2 separate regions of the Rattus norvegicus genome follow, and region 1 is linked to region 2. The links are chromatin contacts, called in public HiChIP or PLAC-seq maps. All regions are on one chromosome and are shown on one strand. The core of a region is the stretch at or near the end of the contact, and the rest is flanking DNA. Distances in the headings are between cores, read along the strand shown.

Evidence for each region. HiChIP or PLAC-seq counts read pairs in DNA pulled down with a chosen protein or histone mark.
Region 1: a contact with region 2 is called in an H3K27ac HiChIP or PLAC-seq map of oligodendrocytes, with 14 times the contacts expected there. The contact joins the promoter of Ctso here to the promoter of Gria2 in region 2. A contact is called at or near these places in 4 of 12 Hi-C or Micro-C datasets (the A7r5 cell line, the Rat2 cell line, Schwann cells and 1 more) and 1 of 1 datasets of contacts at active chromatin or transcription factors (oligodendrocytes).

What each region holds. Positions count from the first base shown.
Region 1 is chr2:169,526,923-169,530,646 of GRCr8, reverse strand. It overlaps Ctso (cathepsin O), which reads right to left and starts at 2,179. Exons shown (of 8, transcript NM_001427175.1): 1 at 2,008-2,179. The coding sequence starts at 2,115.
Region 2 is chr2:168,364,958-168,369,003 of GRCr8, reverse strand. Gria2 (glutamate ionotropic receptor AMPA type subunit 2) reads left to right here and starts at 1,388. Exons shown (of 16, transcript NM_017261.2): 1 at 1,388-1,905; 2 at 2,421-2,561. The coding sequence starts at 1,818. LOC134485927 (a long non-coding RNA gene) reads right to left here and starts at 2,508. Exons shown (of 2, transcript XR_010064323.1): 1 at 2,371-2,508; 2 at 1-234.

The DNA of each region.
Region 1 (3,724 bases), core at 930-3,429, 1.2 Mb before region 2:
CTATGGAGGAGCGTTGACTCATTGAGTAATAATGAAATGGTAGCTGTTAGGGCTGCTGTTTGTTTTCATTTAAGGAATATTCGGTGGAATTTAGAGTACTTCCTTACTCAATTTTACTTTATAGCATAATTTAAAATGTTTCGCTTCATTGTGAAACAAAATAACTTTGTAGATTCTGTACACAATGTGCCTTGTAAGAAAACAGAATCTCCAATCAAGGGATTCAACAGTGGAAACAATTTTGTTAAAATGAAGCTTTTCAGACTTACAAGCCAGTTTCCCTTATCATATATTTTAATTCATACAGGGGGACTCACAATTTGTAGCTATTGTTTAAGGACTAAATTCTCAGAAAACTGGTCATCTAACTTAGCAGGCAAATTCCTGCTACCAGGAACTGCTTGGAACACGGTTTTGGTGTTTTTAACCTGAAGTTTTAAAAATGTAGTAAGATTTTTTTATGTGTTTTCTTCAACTTCCAACCTTTAACTTCCTAGATGGATCCTTGGTTGCATTTCTCTTCAAAAGAGTGGCATTTTCTAGACATTTGTCTGGGGGCTTCAATTTCCTCATGAGTAAAATATGAGTAGGCATGTAAATTACAATTCACACACATTCTATTTTGTAATTTATCAGTGACTGTGACTGTAATCTTGACTGTACATTTACTGGGTTTGGGAATATCCATGGAAATAAACCTTTGAGCCGAGTCTGAGGATGCTTCTAGATGAGTGTAACTAGGGTAGGAAGCCCATCGTAAACTAAAAAGGCACTGTGTCAGGTGATAGGGTTCTGGACTGAATAAAGATAGGAAAATGAGCTGGGAAGACAGTATCCGTGTCTTTCCCTTCCTGGATGTTGATTTAGTGTGGACAGGTGCTCCACACACATGCTACCATGACACCCCCATCATGATAGACTCTCCCCTGAAGTGTGAGCCAAGGCAGACCCTTCTTTAAGTTGCTTTTGTTGGCAACCTCGCTTTATTTCAGCCAGGAGGAAAGAAATTATACACTTACATCGTTGACCTTCAACATTCAAGATTTAAAAAAAACTATTTAGCCAATAAACACATTGTCAACACCCATGATACTGACTACTTCACCCCAGTGGGTCTAGTCCATCAGGAGATGAAGTCAAGAACAGGTCTCGGTAACACATAGGTCAAGGACTCTGGCGAGAAATAGTGCTTCTGATAACAAGAAATGAGCTTAAAAGTAACAAAGGGAGCAAAAAGGGCACACATTTTGATCTGAGTACAACACAAGGGTAGCTGAAACCAACTTAGGCCAAAGAGGACAGCGGAAGGAAGCTGAGCTATGAAGCCCCATAGAAATCTCAGAAAACAACAGGAGACCCTAATTAAATGGCCCATGAGCAGCATCCTTGAATTCAGACTCTGAGTCAGAGCAGATGAGTTTCCTTCTCTAATAAAATGGTGATGGCATCTTTTCAGATTTAAAAACCTGTCAGATAGCATCACCTATAGCAACTGAGGCCAAGTGTGAATCCGCATTCCGGCCAGTTTCCCTGGTTACTGGGGAAAATGTATCCGCGGTTAGCCACTCGGTCCATTTCAGAAAGAAATTGGATTACTATGAAAAATTTTTAAAAGCAATAAAGCCAGAGAGAACTTCATAGTAAAGTGGTAGACAGTGGATGGATAAAGGACAGAGAATCATTTATCCATCTTCGAAGTCTCTCAGAATTAAGAAGCTGCTCCTGGCATTTGAACTTCCAGTCACAGGAGGGAGCTAGTGCCCTCTGCCGGCGGCTTTCTATGAGACAGGTTTGGTGTGGGGAAAGCTTTGGAGTTGAGAGGGCACTTGTTCCCCTTAGCTTTGCCCTGGACATCTTTTAGTGTTTTGGGGCACAGCATACTAATCCTTGCCTTGAGAAATCAAGGCTTTTAGGGAGCTGCTCTACTGGGGAAATGCGCGCTTGGAGTTTGGGTCCCTCCCTAGGAGCCCCGGGGCAGTGGACAAGTAAAGGGAGCGAACTTGGTACCCGCAAGGCAGCCGCCTCCCGCTGGGGGCTCCAAGGCCAGGTCCGGGCGACCCCGCGGCCGAGACAGCAGCAACACAGCAGCAAAAGGCTGGCCGCGTGAGGCTTCATCCCGGCGCCCGAGGTCCTCTGCGCCCAGCCCGCTTTCTCTTTCGGTTTCTCGGCTCCGCCCACTGCCTGAGTCGGGCGCACGCCCTGAAGTAGAAAGCTGCCGGGGTCCCTGCTGTTTTGTTTGTTTGGTGCTTCTTGGGCTCATCACTGACCTTTAGTGCTGTTATTAAGCATTAAGGGTTTCCCTTTTATCTAATAAGAAAGTGAGCAAGGCGTGATTTATACAGCAGCCCGAAGAGACTAAACTTGTGTTTCCTGCCATCTGAGATTAAGCACATTATTTTTCTTCCTGTCGTTTCAAATTGAATATGTGTTCGTTGAATGTGTATACATTGAATTCAGCAGGTTGTATGTGGACGTATAATGTGTCTGAATTTACACGCGTCCTTCTATGGGTCTTTAGAAATAAGTGACAAAACTGTTACTGCACAAAACCACACAATTTCTTGTGGCCATTTCTCCACTTGTAGACAGCTGCACCCGCTTCCAAAGTTTGTGATGAAATTTGGCTAATAAATTCTAAACACTTCATTATATGCTGAACACGTTTTGTGTATTTCTTTGTTTAATTGTTAAGGTTGCTTTAATTTTTCTTACTGTTTTATTATGTTGTTTTCTTCTTGCTTAGTATATTTCATAATTTTTCTTCTTGCTTAGTTTATTTCATAATCCATCCTGTTCACTTCCTACCCCCTGCTTTAATTCTCTGATGTCAGTTTTAAAAATCTTGCTTCCAGAGTGCAAAAGGAACAAGAGGAACGGAACATGTTCAAACCAGTCAACATGTCTGCACACACACATCTCAGCCTAAGAGGTTTCCGGTACAGTGTTGGAGAGCTTTCCTTTAAGGAATCTGGGTGACTGAAGATCTGTGATCAAATATCACAAGTCGCTGGTGACCCTTGGGAGAAGACAGCTAGCCACTTCTCAGAAGGTTTATGCACACGAAATGCAAATTATTGTTTTGGAGTGAGTCTTTTCACTGTGTTTTTCTTTTATCCCTTCTCTGTTTTCCAAAAGCAGAGCCTATGTAGACAAATTGTAATCAGGTTCCCAGAAATGGGGTGTTCTGTATCGTGTCTGTCTTAGCTTCTGTCCTGGCATGTATCTGAATAATCCTAGTGTCCATTTTCTCATTCCCTCATCCCCAGGCTACCCCAACTGCCCTACTTAAAACCCAAACCCCTCCCCCTCTCCACCTTACTCTTCAGGTACTGCCCCATTGTCTCTAACATATGTAGCCATTTGATCTACAGCACTTTTCTGTAATGCCAGCTTCATGAGGGCGACAATTTCATTTCTTTAGTCTCTGATGCACCAACAACATATAGTGGGTATTCAATCAGTAGAGGTTTGTTGATATTAACTTATTAAATTTAGTCCAAATAAACTTTCTTTCGATCACAGCAATTATTCTGAGTTTGGTCCTTTAAGTATAAATGTTTCTCACTCAAAGGATTGTCAAAAGAAGAAAATTATCATCAGAAAATAACTTCAGTTTAATGACAGCAGGAGAGAATGCATAGAGATGGGCAAGCTACAAAGGAGGGTCCCTTGCACAAGAATTGCTGAGATTAGCATACGCAGGAGTCTGTGGACTCCTTTCTAT
Region 2 (4,046 bases), core at 139-2,638:
AACAAATGGGAAGTTTTAGACCCAGTGTGACTAAGGCAGAAGTAGGATTTAAGGGGGTTCAGAAGGAAGTTACCATGTGTGATATTAAAGTCACCTTTCCTCCATAAGATATAACCAGGAAGTGCTCTCGTGCACTTCGGGGCCATCAGCCAGTTCTCCCTTTGATGTTGTCAGCTTCAATGGCTCTCCTGGCTCCTGGCAACAGATCTTTGAACCGAGACTTCTTTAGTTTCTCTGTTTAAAACAAAACACATACAGTTTGGTGAAGGATTTCTGAGGCTTCAGAGAGAATTGTCACAGCAGGAACACAGAGATGGCTTGGCATGAAGTAGAATATTGAACATGAATTTCACAGGCACATAGAATCATCAGGAGTCTTCACCAAGCCCCTTCTCACAAACTTGAACTTCTAACCTATTCGTTATATCCCAGATATTCAAGCCGGCTTGATGTAATGAGGTAACCTACTTCTTTGAGGCAGTGATTATTTTTGAAATCTAAGGTCCATAATATAATGGGGTATCTGGTTTGTAACTTAGAGTCTGGACAGATTATGGACATCCTTTCTAGACAACCTTGGTCTATTTTTTTTTCTCCTCCCAGAAACCTACGGTTCCTTTCAATCCATATAAATAAAAAGGACATCTAAGAGCCAAGTCTACATGACCGTACAGCAGGAGGGAGTCTGCACTGTAGTTCAAGAGCAATCCACAGGCAGTGCGGCTTGAACGAATCGAACCATAACCCAAAGGGGCATACTCTAAAGATGGATTCCTACACAAAGTCCTTCAAAGGTTCAATCCAGTTACAAACACCCAACCTCCGCGGCATCTTTTGTAGTTAAGGATAGAATTTTGGGTTTCCCTGGAATTATGCTTGCATCATAGGAAGCTAAAGTTCACAGTTTTGGGAGTCGTCCTTTCAGAGAGTATTTTTGCTTTTTAGCTGGGTCAGGTGAGGCAGAAGGCAGTGTGTCGATATTGCTAAGTGGATTTTGAGACAATCAAATCATATTCGTTGTACTTGATATAAAACAACAGGGCCCTACGGAAGAAAGCTTCACTGCCAATAGCAATTAGCAGTTCGGCTTCCCAGGCATAGCAACCGGAAATCAGTTTTGCAGCATTTGGATCTGGCTGGAGCATCTCTGCAGCTACCATAAACCCTGCAACCTCAGCCCAGAGCTCCGACTAAAGCGCTGTCCTCGGTGCTAAAATCGGATGCGCAAGACTGGAGGTCTCTAAGAGGCACCAGGCTGCCCGGCTCTGAGCTGAGCTTTCTCGGCACCGTGCAGAAGCTGCCAGGGCTGTGCAGGGTGCAGGGCGCTGTGCGGGGGAGGGGTAGGTGCGCGAGCTCCCTGCCTGCCTTGAGTCGCGCACGCGCGCCCGAGACTGCCTGCCCCTCTCTGTGACTTTCCTGTGTGTGTGCGTGTGTGTGTATGTGTGTGTATGTGTGTGCGCGCTCGTGTGAGAGAGGAGAGAGGGAGAAGAGAGCTCGAGAGAGGGTGATTGTGTGAGTGCATGGGAGGGTGCTGATATTCCCAGACACCAGGACTACAGCGGCAGCTCAGCTAAAAACTGCATTCAGCCAGTCCTCGGGACTTCGGGAGCAGGGACAGGACGCAAGGCATCAACAGCCACCAGCTACAACTGGGAAATAAGGATTCTTCTGCCTTCACTTCGTGTTTTTAGCAGCTCCTTGCTAAATATCGACCTCACAATGCAGAGGATCTAATTTGCTGAGGAAAACAGTCAAAGAAGGAAGAGGAAGAAAGGGAAACGAGGGGATATTTTGTGGATGCTCTACTTTTCTTGGAAATGCAAAAGATTATGCATATTTCTGTCCTCCTTTCTCCTGTTTTATGGGGACTGATTTTTGGTGTCTCTTCTAACAGCATACAGATAGGTAGGTACCTTTTGTCTTATGCCTTTGAATTGTGCATAATTTGGTGCTAATCTTTGTTCACAGTGACCAAATTAATTCATGTCATGTAGACTTATGTCATACCTTGACTGCATTCCAGATTTAAACTACCTAGAATATACATGATTTTTTTTTAGACTGAAGTAAAAAGACATGAGTATGCCTTTTGACACAATAGCGGGGAGAGGATCTGTTCTGACCCCGGGACTGCGTTACTTCTGCCTTAAGGCATCTCCTAGTGTGTTCAGATTTTCGGGGGTATGATCGCAAAGCTTGAGATTAAAAGGGAGAACATTTTTGGTCTTTAGACTCCCCTCCTTGCCTAGATTCATTGGGCACCTTTTGGATGTCCGACCCTTGCTGCCCAACTCACTGATTATGTTTATTCTAGTGGTTAGTGTGAATAAGAGACTCTGGGGCTGCTGGGTGTTAGCACCCCACTCTTACCTCTCCAGGGCTCTGACAATGTTCTCTTGCTTGCTATTTATTCTTTGCAGGGGGGCTATTTCCAAGGGGCGCTGATCAAGAATACAGTGCATTTCGGGTAGGGATGGTTCAGTTTTCCACTTCGGAGTTCAGACTGACACCCCATATCGACAATTTGGAGGTAGCCAACAGTTTCGCAGTCACCAATGCTTGTAAGTAATGAATATTCACGTTCTTCCTATGCTGCACAGAGAAAGCAAGCCTGTGAATGCTGGTGAAGGATGGTGTGTGTGTGTGTGTGTGTGTGTGTGTGTGTGTGTGTGTGTGTGTGTGTTTTGCCGGCCTGTCATGTGTGGGTGGGAGTGACTGCACACGCGCGTGCGTGTGAGGGTACAGAGAGAAGGTGGCTGTAATCTTTGGGACCCCCACTGGCCAGCGGGCTGTGAAGTGGGGACAAAAGCCATTGAACAGTGTGACAGTATGTGCACCCTAGAATCTGGGGGTAGGGGTTGGACTTGGACTGGTCTTTCGAATTCAGGGGGTTCTGGCTTGATTCTGGCGCCTCCAAAGAGGATCTCCCAACCCCCTCCCTCTTGAGCGCCTATTGGCACTCCACCAGAAGAGAACACGCTGTTCCCCAGGGCGCGCTGTGGGACTGTTGGACAGATCTCATGCCTTAGTCCTGTAGCCTGGCAGGGCAGCTTCGACCTGCAGTCCCCGCAAGCCCCACGTCGTTCTATTGCACGGGACAAGTTATTGCAATGGTTGTGGAGTTGGGCCCGGGGCTGTTACATAATGCCCACCCGAGGGGCGCGGGCACGAGACTGACGCAGGCCCTGACTGACTGGTATGAGCAGGGATGCTAGGAGAATGGAGACCCCGAGGAGCTGAGGATGCAGTCAGCAGGGGATGCGGGTGTTGATGGGGATGCCTACCATATACAAACCTCCACCTGGTCGCGGGCAGAACAGGGATGAGGAAGTCGAGGACCAGAAGCTAGGTGCGTTCTCAGCTCCCTGAAGCAACGCCCAAGTAGAGGCGAGGATGGCCTGAGTGCTCGCCGGCCGGGCGTGCTTTGTTCCGTGGTCGCAGGCTCAGGCAAAGGCTACTGGAGACTGAGGTTGACTCGGAAGCGATTGCATCCAGCTGAGTTTTAAAATCTGAAGAAGTAGCAGACCAGCCATTTTAGCATTTTCAGTTTTCAGTATCAGCCCCTGGCCTCTGCGTAGGGATCTGGAACTCATGAGGATGCTCTGGCAAGACTTTGGGCAGAATGACTGGTGTCCAGTTGCTGGGCAAGTGCGAGGTCGCCCGAGGCCGGGCGACCAGGTCCCCACGCTGAGGCAGCATCCTGCGCGCTCCCAGCTGCTACCATTTCCGGCCTCCAGGCTGGCAGATGTTTCCTGCCTTGGTATTCTCAGCTTCCATTCCATAGATAACAATTTGGGGGAAGATTTGCAGGTGGTTCACCTCCCACTTTGGTTCCCCTGTAACAGAGCGGAAAATCACCAGAGGAAATGCCCCAAGGCAGCGTTCTCACAACCGGTTGCCATCTCACCCACGCCCCCTGCACCCCCAGCCTGTCATGCCAGGAACATCAGCAGATCAGGTTGCAAATCCTGTCCCCAAACAAATAAATGAAGAAATGAATAGGTGATAACGTGGTTCTGGTCAGAATTCTAGTTTTTCTGAAGGAA